2 separate regions of the Mus musculus genome follow, and region 1 is linked to region 2. A link is a contact called in public Hi-C data. All regions are on one chromosome and are shown on one strand. Each heading gives the region's core, a stretch centred on a gene start, on an enhancer-like site or on the middle of the called end of the contact. The rest is flanking DNA. Distances are from core to core; before and after follow the strand shown.

The links. Hi-C and Micro-C count contacts between places; a contact is called where the count stands out from the background.
Region 1: a contact with region 2 is called in a Hi-C map of uterus, with 2.5 times the contacts expected there. The contact joins two enhancer-like sites. A contact is called at or near these places in 2 of 484 Hi-C or Micro-C datasets (both in uterus), 2 of 115 datasets of contacts at active chromatin or transcription factors (the NIH/3T3 cell line and craniofacial prominence) and 2 of 9 other capture datasets (embryonic tail and embryonic trunk).

What each region holds. Positions count from the first base shown.
Region 1 is chr1:163,896,386-163,902,223 of GRCm38.p6, forward strand. The region is part of intron 19 of Kifap3 (kinesin-associated protein 3); the gene reads left to right. Among named protein-coding and RNA genes, the nearest start is that of Scyl3, 30 kb to the right of the region's middle. Within about 2 kb of position 2,001, at least 46 of the 459 cell types and tissues checked have an H3K27ac peak or open chromatin away from gene starts, as enhancers often do. A contact at or near this core is called in uterus, where this site is marked.
Region 2 is chr1:163,357,790-163,364,102 of GRCm38.p6, forward strand. No RefSeq gene overlaps it. Among named protein-coding and RNA genes, the nearest start is that of Gm24940, 41 kb to the right of the region's middle. Within about 2 kb of position 4,627, at least 52 of the 459 cell types and tissues checked have an H3K27ac peak or open chromatin away from gene starts, as enhancers often do. A contact at or near this core is called in uterus, where this site is marked.

The DNA.
Region 1 (5,838 bases), core at 751-3,250, 540 kb after region 2:
TCATAGCAAGACAAATTATAAACCTATTTTGCTTTAATACATTTGGACATGTCTTCTTGCAAATTGGTATTTCACATTTTCTTGAAGGCAAGCTATGAAGAGTATATTAACGCATTAAGTAATTAGTTCATTACCTTAAACTCTCTCTAAAGAGTAAATCCAGTTGTACTAAAATGAAAGTGAAAGAATGAGGTTGTCTCATTTGGTTGGAGAGTGATTGTCTTGTGCAAGTCCCTTCTAAAGAGAATGGTGCTTCTCTGGTGCCTGTTAAATACATCCCTGTGAGTTTGCTCTACTTGTCTTACTTGTCGTTTTTATTGAGACTTTTTAGAGACAGCTTCTTTAGTGCGGTGAAAAGGCCTCCCTCCACTGCTTGGACACTAATTATTTGCATTTCCCATGGAAAATTGAATTAGATTTTATTAGTAAATTGGGCCTATAACCTTTAAGGCTAGATTTTATTAGATTATTAAAGCTAGATTTATTAGATCAGCATTAGCAAACTGTAAATGTTACTAAAAAATAGAAATGCAAGCCAAAAATCACTGGAACCTTGGGAAGATGTCTTTCCCTGGAGAGGTTGCAGTGTCGCTTGGAAAGCTATTTTCAGTTATTTCCTTTCCTTTCACAGTTAGAAGCACGAGAGCTTGGCAGTGGATGGCCCTCACTGGGGCAGTGCCGTTTCTATCTGGTGGTCAGAGCAAAGCTTTTGGATGCTTACTAGCTGCGTAGAAAGCCCAAAGGTTTTTCTCAAGGGAAACCACATTATTGAGACGTTATTAAGACTTTCATTTAGGAGGAAAAAATACTGCTATAACTGAATCTACAAGTAAAATAATAGAACTGAATCCTATAAAAATGTTAACACATCGACTGTACACAGCCTTGTGTTTAAAGACATGACATGGGTGTTAACCCTGGCTTGGCTGGGAAATTGAACACATCACCACCATTTAAGAGTGATCGTCTAGTGGTAAAGTTCATATGGTTTTCCAAGTGTACTGGTCGAATTTTTGCCGACTATATCGATACAATTGAGAGTGAATTTAGTCAGGTATGTTGGTGCATATCTGTTTGCCCAGAATTCAGGAAGCTGCGGCAAGAGGATATCAATGCAGGCCAGCATAGGTAATCATGACGCTCTGTTTCAAAATAAAGCAATGCAAATATAAATTAAAAGGAAGTCTGAAGTTTTTAAGTGTACGTGAGTGCTTGTAGGAGATGTTTGCTCTTAGGTAATGCTATCTTCAGAAGTAGATTTTTTTTTTTTTTACTACAACGCAAATTACCATTTCAAATGTTTCCTTATTCAAATTTTAAATACGATAGCAAGTCCATTTAGGCCTTGAGTCGTAGTGTTAGGCATAGTCCTTAGCTGGAGAGGACTGTGTAATTCAAGGTTGAGCTATTCTTTCTAGTCCTGTCTGTTTGGATGAGGCCTGCTATGAATAGTCATTAAGTTTTCTAATGTTAAAAACATTAAACAACATCTTTCAATGCTGGGCTGTAGGCCTTTAAATGTAATATTAATTAATTGCCTTATTCTCCGTGATGCCCATCGTCACTCGTGATGTCCTGTACCAATAGCTTACTAATCAGATAAAAGCCATGTGGGCTGTGTAGCTGACTTGCATTCAGTTTGAATAGGAATTGTCCAGGTTGTATGTGAGTCATAAAAGTAAATCCATATTCCCAGGTTAAATCTGAGTGAGATCCTAAGTTATATAGTGACTGAGGAAGGAATGTTCCAGTGAAGGCCTGCTCTAATGAGCTTAGTGACTAGGCTCATTTTAAACTGCAAGAACTTGCTAGTTGTTGTGCTGGAGTGGGGAGTTAGTCTATAAACCTTCTTGTAGAAGTATCTAAGACAAAAACAAGGAAATATAATGTTCTAAACTCAGCCAGCCCAAACCACTTGAGCTGCTATGACAGCTCATAAAACTGAGAGTAGTTTTTAACTGGGCTCTGTTTTACATTGCCAAAGTGAATTTTCCTTGCAGGAAGTAGCCAGAGGGTTTATTTAGTTTCCAGCCTGTGGCTTTGATCTTGCTGTACTGTCACATCTCGGGTTACATAGCCCTTTTTCACTGCAGTAAATCTGCAACAGTTAATGAGAATAAAATTTCCTCCTTCTTGCTGATCGCATGCTGCTAAATGCCAAACCACAGCCAACTGCCTATTTGTACAGTTTCAGTAGGGTGTATGAAGACAGTGTGATCAGTTTAACCTTGTTGTCTTTGTAATTCATTTTATTGGCTTTTCTTCCTTTTCATGCAACCTAGTTTTTGCCGAGTCACATGGTTACAAGACCAAAACTGAAAGAAAATCTCAGAAAGTGGATGATGCTAAGCGTCGTTCCTGGGTGGGGCAGAGAGGTGGTGGATTTGCTCATTAAGATGAAAATTGGTCACTAAAAGGTTTAAAGGACCAGAACCTTTCTGTCCCCTATGCTTAAGTTATATACTTAGTGTGAACATACACTTATGATTAATTAGCTTAACGGGTAAGGTCATTATTTTTACTTCAGGTGCAGAAGTAATGCCATTGTACCAAGGAAATTTTGAGGCTTTCAGAAATCTTCATTTCTACATTATAAGAGCTACTCTTAAAGAAAAAAAAAACATTATTAAACTCACTAAGCCATTTTATCAAGTGAATAAAATTTTATCTCTGTACACATAGAGTAAATATTACAATTATTCAGTAAATTTATCGTTTTCTTGGTTTTTACCTTTTCTATTGCCTTGTTATGATTGGCAGTTAGAATTTAGCAAGTTGTCTGAAATTTACCTCAGATGACAATTTTGAATGATAGCCAAAATAAATACATTTTATTATGTGTTCTTATGGACCATATATAAAAATATGGTTATTATTAAGTAAAATAAAAAAATTTAAATCGGTTTTGTCATTTCTCACCACTTAAGTCACAGTTACTGTTATAGCAATCATATTCCATAGAATGAATCATTTCTCATAAAAATCACAACATTGGATGAGGCAGTGTGTAATGCCCATTCACTGAGTGTGTAATGCCCACTCACTGAGTGTGTAATGCCCACTCACTGAGTGTGTAATGCCCACTCACTGATTCAGCTGATGGTAAAAGCAGTGCTTAAAAGCAGATGGAGAACTGAGGAGGATATTTCTGAAGTAGAAACCATCCAATCAGATCTCTTGGAAATAGAGGATCCACTTTTTAGAAAATGCTAATTGTTGGTTGTTGCATTTTTAAGAGGGTAGTTGGCTAGCAAAGTGGCTCAGTAGGTAAATGCAGTTGACACCAAACCTCAGAACATATGCTGGATCTCTGAAACCCACACAGTGGTGTGAGAGAACTCTCCCAATGTCCTCTGACCTCCACATGCATGCCATGGCATATGTACACACGTTTACACACACACACATTTTTTTAAGGAAGTGAAAGAAAAAATCTCAATCAAATGAAATTGCTCAAATGATCTCATGTTTGTGTAGCTTGAACAGTCCAATGCAGGTTCAGCATTACTGCAAAGCACTAGAAACCATACTGGTGTCGATGTCTGGCCATTGTAACCTTTCTGACTGGAGTGTTTAGAAGGCTACTCCATTAATGGTTTCTAGTCTGTCTGTTACCTGCCGAGTTCACCAGTAGTGATGATTAGCATTTGCTAACATGCATGCAGCAAAGGCTTATGAAGCAGAGTGCTAATTTCCATTGATTACTGCCCTTATTAATTTACTGTCACAACTGAAAACTGCCATTCTGTTTAAAATGCATGTAGAATAAAGCTGGTTACCAATCCAGCCTATCCAGAGACTCATCCTTCTATCCATCTTCCTTTCTTTCCCCTTGTTACAGTGATGTAGCTGACCTTTGAAATCTCGGAACCCTGTCCTCTGCCTTCCTGAAGCTGTCTTCTTTGTCCCTACCCTTTTCCCTCTACTGGCTCATCCTGTCATCATGGAAACTCCATTGGCCTCAAGTTACAATCTAATTACTCTTCATTCTCACTTCCTCATACACAGAACCTCTCCAGCATCTTCAGTTCCGGGGCCAGAGAGATGGATCAGAGGTAAGAGCACTTGTTGCTCTTGCAGAGGACCTGGCCTTGGCCCAGCACTCATGTGATGGGTCACAGCCATCTGTAACTGTAGTTCCAGGACAACCTCTTCTGTCCATACTTCATGCATATGCATACATTCAGACAGAGAGAGAGAGAGAGAGAGAGAGAGAGAGAGAGAGAGAGAGAGAATGAATCTATTTAAGCTTTTAAAATTAAAAAAAAAATTAAAACGTCAATTTTATTTTGAACTTCTCCGGTTCTCTTGTGTTACTGAAGCAATAGAATTTTTTCATTTAAACTCGCATCTGTGTTTATCACAGTCATCTGAGCCTTGCATTTCAATGCTCTTATCTCAGTTCAAAACATGCCACTTTTCTGATCTCTCTCATCAGCCCTTCTTCATCTCTTCCTGTTGTTCTTTGGCAGATAATTCCTTCTCCTCTCCACCTGTAGATGCTGGTTGCTTCAGGCAGACCCTCGTCTGAGAGCATCTCTTTATTCCCACTGTTTACAGGACCATCCTATTAGTCTTCAATAGTATCTGTCATCTTACATTTTCTACCAGAGATTGATTTAAACATAGTCCTTTTCTCTCTTCCTCCTTAACATGGCTAGTTAAATGCATGTAAGACTATCAAGCAGCTGCATTTATATAAACATCTTTGTGTCTTAACAAACGTTACAACCGTCCACCAAGTAGTCAAGTCAGAAACTTTAGCCTCTTCCTTGATCTTTCCCTCCTATTTGGCCTTTGCTTGCTGTGTGTACTGTTAGCACTCCAATGCAGACTGCTGCTGCCTGCTCCACTCAGCGCCTAATTAGTCGTCATGGTGCTGCAGCTACCTCCCCTCATGGTCCTCTTGTTCCACTTACCTGTTTTCCCAGTCTTCTTAAGTCAAACCCCAGCTCCATGCACATCTAAGAAAAAGCAAATTCCTCAGCGTGCTCTGGAAAACTGCCTCATCTGTCACCTCTGCTTCCTCAGCCTCACCTACAAATGTCCCATCTGTGTTTCTTCTCCCTGAAGAAGCCTTTCTACTCTGTCACCTTCCTACCTCACTTGAGTAGTCATCAGACTTTAAATAACTAGCTTTTGTCATTCAAGTCTCAACTCCAATATTATTTCCTCATAAAAGCAACTTCTTGAGCCCATCTGCCCCAATCGGTCATTTCCTTGTGAATCTGTCTCGTTCCTCAACAGTACACAGTCAGGGGGAAGACATTTGACATACAGTCTTAGTCAGAGTTGTATCTGTAGGGCCTGGCACACACTCGATTCCCTGCAGGGCCTGTCTTTAAACACAGATGAACTTATTCCTCTTCCCATGTTGTAGTTTATTTTTCACTTCTATACTTAACCTTTACCATTTCTAAGTCATCCTTTCAAGTGTGCAATGCAAAGTATGTATTAGATACATGATGCCATCAAATATTGTCTTATATATCCTGCATAGAGCAGTATGTGCTTCTATTTTAAATTGTTGACAGATAACTTTGTATATGGAAAAATATTTTAATAATCCAGATAAGGTATAAACATTTTCAATTATTTTATTTTATATAGATAGGTACTAGCCTTTATGATTAAGACCTAGTTAACATTCTTTGTGTACTTGTATGATATACATCTACATATTAAATTAAATATTCTAAGTACTCATTTATGCTAAATGGAAGCATAGTATCCTATGAGCCACCAACTAGGAGCTTACACTGTCTGCTCCAAGGCCCCTGGCACAAATACAGCCAAGGTCTGCCTGGCCAGGCCTCAGTGGAACAAGATGTGCTTAAT
Region 2 (6,313 bases), core at 3,377-5,876:
ATTCTGTGCTTTCAGAGAACATTAGCACTTTTAATTTAATTTAACTTTTTAGCCCTCACGGATGAACTACTGAAAAGCCGTCTCCCTGAGTCTCCTCATGTAATTGCTCCTGTGTTCTGAGGGAGCTATAACTTGCAGAAGCCGATGGGCAGATAAGCTTGCCCAACATGCGCTTAATTATACAAACAAGTCTTTCTGGAGAAAGTCTTCAGACAATTACCTCCCGAAATAAATATACCCCAGCGACTGTCAATAGCAATAAAACCCACACAATCATTTCTTAAAGCTTTTATTGTTTGCCTGTAATTAGCATGTTGATGTGATTAAAGCTACATTTGACTTCTGATAAACCCCAGACTCCTATAGATAACATTTCCAGTGGTTCAAAGCTGCTTTCATTAGAAGCGATATTTATCTGATTTGTAACCAATCAATTGGAAATAAAACTTTCCTGTGGCATGCCAGCAGCAGCCCCTAGCTTCCCCCCAAACCCCTCCAGCAGGCTAGGTCCTTGAGTGAGATGGATTCCATATGGTTAGGAGGAGGAACCAGCCAGTCCTGCAAAGGTAGAGAGCACAGCTCTTGGGAGAATCACTCAGACCTGCGTCGTCTCTGCACACTGCCACTACAATCTGGAAGGCGCAACGGCTGCAACCAATTTTCTTGAAAAATATGCTTCGTGTGGCAGCCTAAAGCCTGCAGAATTGGGGTTCGCTGAGGCCATCATCTGTAATGTTTACTCTGCTTCCATATTTTAAGTTTATATCTGATTGTTTTATCAGATTCTTTAAACTTGCTTTTTTTGCTTTTATATATACTCTATCTTCTCTCTCCCCTTCTCTCCTCTTTTCTTTTCTCCCCCAAGCATATTCTCTCTCTCTCTCTCTCCCCCTTTCCTTTCTTCATCCCTCCTTCCCTCCCTCTCTCCCTTCTTTCTGACTTTTGACTGTATATGTTTTTCCCCCCTATAAAAATATTTTGTTTGCAATCACTTTAATTTGCAGCTCTAAATGTTGAGGTTTTGACAACTAGGCTTTCAAAAGTTGATTTTACCCAGCAAATGTTCTGAGAATTTCATAGTGGAGGAGGGCCGAGGGAACAGTACCCCTATGCTGTAGAAATGCCCTGTCCTACATCTTGGCGCTTTGTGTAGTTTAACCACTACACCAATGTATTTATTTTTGTTCTTAACGGAGAAATAGGGAAAGAAAGAAAGCCAATTAATTGCCTTCAATGTCTGTATACAGTATTCAACGCACTTCTCTTTCACTCTCTGCCCTCTCCAAACATTCCATATTTTTAGAAATGAAGTGGAGGAAGGAAAATATTTTCTATAATGGAATAGTGTTGACACGCAGACCTTTATGTATTTATAGCCATGCCTCATTAGAATCTGTCTTTAAATATGTGGTAAACATGTGCGTAAATACGATGTGTGCCATGCTTTTTAAATCGAGTTTTAAAGTGAATGTACATAAACAAAGTAGCTTACTGCTATTAAAATGAAAACATGAAACTTGGGTCTGAGAACCTTATACTAATCTGGGCAAGTTCAAAGGTTTTCCATTGTTATTTGACTGTTTGGTTTCTCAATGCCCATTTCAAGTGTCTTTTGCAAATGTTGTGATTTATAACTTGATATTTCTATATCATCCCAATTTTATTTACACATGCATAGTTCTTTGTACAGAAAATTTAAAAGCCCTGACTTGAAATACTGATAGTTTACAACCTAAGAATGGCTAAAATTACATTTAATATCTTAGAAATGAATGTTACCTAGCATATGTATAATCTACAAAGTATTCACACACACACACACACACACACACACACACACGCATACACACGCATGCACGGACACACACACACTAAGAGAACAAGGGGACTTGTGCCAGCAAAATGAACTTCTTCAACAAGAAGATTGGGTATGACAAGTCTGTCTCTGTGGGTCTGCAGTTTATGAACAGATCTCATAGCAGGAGTGTTTCTGAGGGTGTTAGGCTCAAAGGAAAGGTCTATGTGAAGTATACTATGTACCTTTAAAAATCAACTTCCATCAAACAGTTTAAACATTTCTTTCCCACAATTTAGAAAACATTTCAGAAGTCATTAAAAATCCATTTAAAAACATCAACCATGTGTTGTTCTCCATTGTAAATACATTTCCTCAACCCTCCATTTCTTAATTAATATAAATCAAGATAACTCCCTTGCTAAATGAATTAAACTACTAAACACAAAATATTTATCCTCATCACCTTAGATTTTAGACTAATTCACTTAAGATCATTAATAACATTTTTGGATAAAAATTTTTTCTGCTAAAATGTTAATTATAATTTGGACATTAAAGCTGGACTCTCTTTTGTGAATCCATTAACTAACTATTCTGTAGCATCTACGTGGTTACTAAGACAACAGAGAGACCATTCTGGACCAGAACATTGCCTTTACTCTGCACATAACTAAAACCACAGTTGCAGTATCTCAACTAACAGGAGGAAAATTATTTAGATCCACAAAGAGAAATTGTATATTTTTATAGTTTTATTCTTGAAGGAGCTATTTGCCTTACTGATGAGTGATTCTGAAATAATATATCAAATAACTCAAGTCAGAAGAGGAAATCTGGCCTAACTGGGTTTTTGTTGGTGGTTTTTAAGTGTGTGTCCATACACGTATTACTATATTACACTGAGGACACATTATTACAACATGATTTAACAATACATTTTGTGCATTTTTAAAAACTTTATTACTTTAAAACTTGCAAATGAAAGTCAAAAGAAAGAGACATTCAGCCCAAAGAAAGGAAGGAAGGAAGGGAGAAAGAAAGAAAAGAAAAAGAAAAAGAAAAACCCAATGCCCAGCAACAGCTATTATTTATCCGACTTGTTTTTTTCCTGAGAGAAAAGGCATTACAAAGCCATCAAAAAATGGCAAATATTCTAATTAAATGGATAAATGCATAGCTCTCTGAACTGTTGCTCTTTACAAGTCTTTAAATGTCTGAAAACTGAAGCATGTCCTAAAGAGTTCACCTTTTATCCCGTGTTAGGTATCTTATAGACACAGCCCTCAGCTCTGATCGTCTCTGCTGAGCTTGCCTGCCTGTCAGTGGTGTGATACGGGACATTTCAGAGTCCTCAGTGGAATGACTGTGAAGCGATTTAGGGTGACATTCCCCAGACTTCAACTCAAAAGAAGGCTTGGACATTTTTTTTTTTCCTGCAAGTAGCTGAGCCAAGTAATTCCAGTTCACAACTCTCATCTTAGACGCTAGAGAGGATTTTCTCTCCCATCAGTCTTTGCACTTGTGTGTGTTAATTCCATTTAGTCGCTGAGAACTTTTAGGTGGGTTTTTGGGGGTGGGGTGGGGGGCTGGTCAGTAGGGTGAGAACTAGGAGTGAATCATAAGACATCTATCAGGCAAGCTACCCAATCACAGGAGTACATCTTACAAGCCCCATAACAGTTTTAGAAATTTTTATACACAGTGGAGATGTTGGTTTTGCTTATAAATCTTACACATACCACCAGCAAAAGGCTGTTTCCGTAGCTCTGAGAAAACTCTGGCCTAGCCCATAGGGAGAGAGGAAAGAATCTCTCACTTGAAGTGTTATCTGAAAAGAGGGGGGGGGGCTCCCTGTAGTTCTTCCAAAAAAAAGAATGTGTGTGAGCTAGAAACAGTTCCGTTTCTACTGTACCATTAAACTGTAAGGCTGATTCAAGTTTAACTAACTGTCAATTTATTAGGGGGAATGACTTTGCCACACACCCACACACACATGCTAATCCGAAGCATGTGCGTTCTGTTGTTAAGTGGCCCTTCCAAAGGCTGATCACTCATTGGCGGAAACTACTCCAGATGCAATCCATAGCAAAAGCCCAGTTTAAAAAAAAAAAAAAAAAAAAAAGATGAAGATAACGGTGCAGTGATCTTTAGAACATATTCCATATATGTACAAAACTTGTTTGCTTAAATTCAGGGCGGGGAAACATCTCTTCTTTTTAGGTCTATCTGTGGTCACGTGATTTTCCACAACTTGAACATTCCAATAAAAGCACGTTCTAAAAATAAATGGATACAATAACCGACTCTCTGGATTTCAAATTGCTAATTTTTAAAAGCAAAGCAGAAGGATTGTCCTGATGGAAACCCTTCACACAAAATGGCAGTGCAGGGGTGTCAGGCCGGAGTAGGATCCGTTTTTTGAGCAAAGGCTGGGGGAGAGAGCTTATGGCTTCTTGCAGAGGAGTGGACCAGGCAAGTGTACATTTGCACTCCAGAACCATCTGAGGCTGTTCCTTGAAGCCTGCTCTTTACATTTTGGGTGAATATCTGATGGGGAGGGACAGTGTGGGCGTGGGAGGCTGTTTAATCTCATTTTGCCTCCTTCTCCCCCCCCACCCCCACCCTGAGTCATTATGGGAATCTAGAGGAAGAACACCAAAAGAGAAATTTTGAAAGGAATGAAAAGAAAAAGAAGAGGGATGAGAGCGGGGAAGAAGAAAAGAGCAGACGCCCTCAGCTCCAGCGGAAGCAATGCCAAGAAGCAACTAACCAAAACCAGACAGAAGTGGGGCAAGAATAAGATGACTTGGACTCAGGCTGACAAACGCACAAGAGAAAAATTCACATGGCCTCAGGGCGGGGCTTGGCATCCGGCTCAGAGATTACTGTGGATGTATGCACGTAGTTTTTATTTCTGGAGCCTTATTTTGCAACTTCTTCCTGAAAAAAGATGCGTTGGTTTTCTTCATTAAAATAATGGAAAACACACCCTCAAATTCTGCCTTTCCTAACTTACTACTGTGAAAAAAAAAATCACTTTCTTCTAGATCATTTCCTAGGGGTTCTAGACAAATGAAATGCTAAAACTTCAAATGTCTAATGACTTTGTATCTAGTTTCCGAACACTCCATTTTGAAGAGATAGGGGACCACTGTGCCTTTTAACGCAGTCCATTGTGAAAGCAATAAAAGTAGCTGGATAGAAGTCAGCCTGTGGCCAGGGCCAAGGCCAAGGCCAGTTTTGATTCTGAATTATTTGCATATTATTATTTGCATTATTTGCATCTAAGCAGCCTGTGGCCTCTGCAAGCATTTGGCTTGTTAGAGTTAATCCACTGATGGCTTGTGTGGTAATGAGTGTCTGAAGTGCTTGTCTATAGGGATTCTTTTTAATGCTGTCCTCATGGGCTCTGTTGAACTTTTTCTACTTTGTAAATGAAGGCTGAACACACTCAAATCATCTGTGGAACTGTGTAAACTGTTGCTACCCAAAGAGAAAACCCACCACTGGGATGTAATTTTCCACTGTCATTTTTAGATAGCAGGAGCAATTATACACAATTTATGAAAGGAGTACTTCTGGAATGAGAGGACACAGGAAACATGGGAGACACAGGACTCTGTGTGTGTGTGTGTGTGTGTGTGTGTGTGTGTGTGTGAGTGTGTGTGTGTGTACACATACATAAACCTATATCATATATATATATATGTATGTATATGTATACATATGTATACATATACATATACACACATATATATATATACACACACACACACACACAGAGTCACATATATACATATACATACATATACACACACTCACACACACACACACACATATTTATGGAATGATTTATCTGAGTCCAGAACACCATACATGCTAGGCAAATGCTCAGAAACATTTTGAAATAAACTGAATACCTTCAGATAAGGTATATAAATGCAGTTTGGACTGGATTGCTTCCCCTTGTCTTCTTATCAAAGCACTGGGAGATTTCAGCTACTCAGAAAGCCAGGTCATCAGAGTGGCGATTTGTATTTGGACCTCTTTCCAGGAGGTAACAAGAAGCAGGCTTGATGACACACAGATGCCCAGCAGCCAGACTTCCTTCGACAACAGACACATTTTCAAAGTGCTCACGCTGTCAAGTCATCAGACTGACAGTGATGGTCGTTAAAGGGGAGCAATCTACTTGGTGTGGTTCTGTTCTAGTCTCCCTTCTGTACCCAGTAAAATAAAACAACAAAACAAACAAAAAACCTTAACTGAATTGTGCCCTGAGAAACACAAGAGGAAAGTCACTCTGGATCAGAGAGTAGTTAGATGTCTCCCATGCCTAGGGTAGCTGCTATTCTTGATTTGAGAACACTTGTGTAGCTTCTCAGTGTCTTTGAGAGAAGACTTGTCAAATACATATTTCATTGAGTACACGAGTGCATCTCCATTCTAGAATGGGGTGTGTGCAGGGGGTTTTTCTTTTGTTTGTTTTTTTTTACAACAGAATTGAGTCCCCCT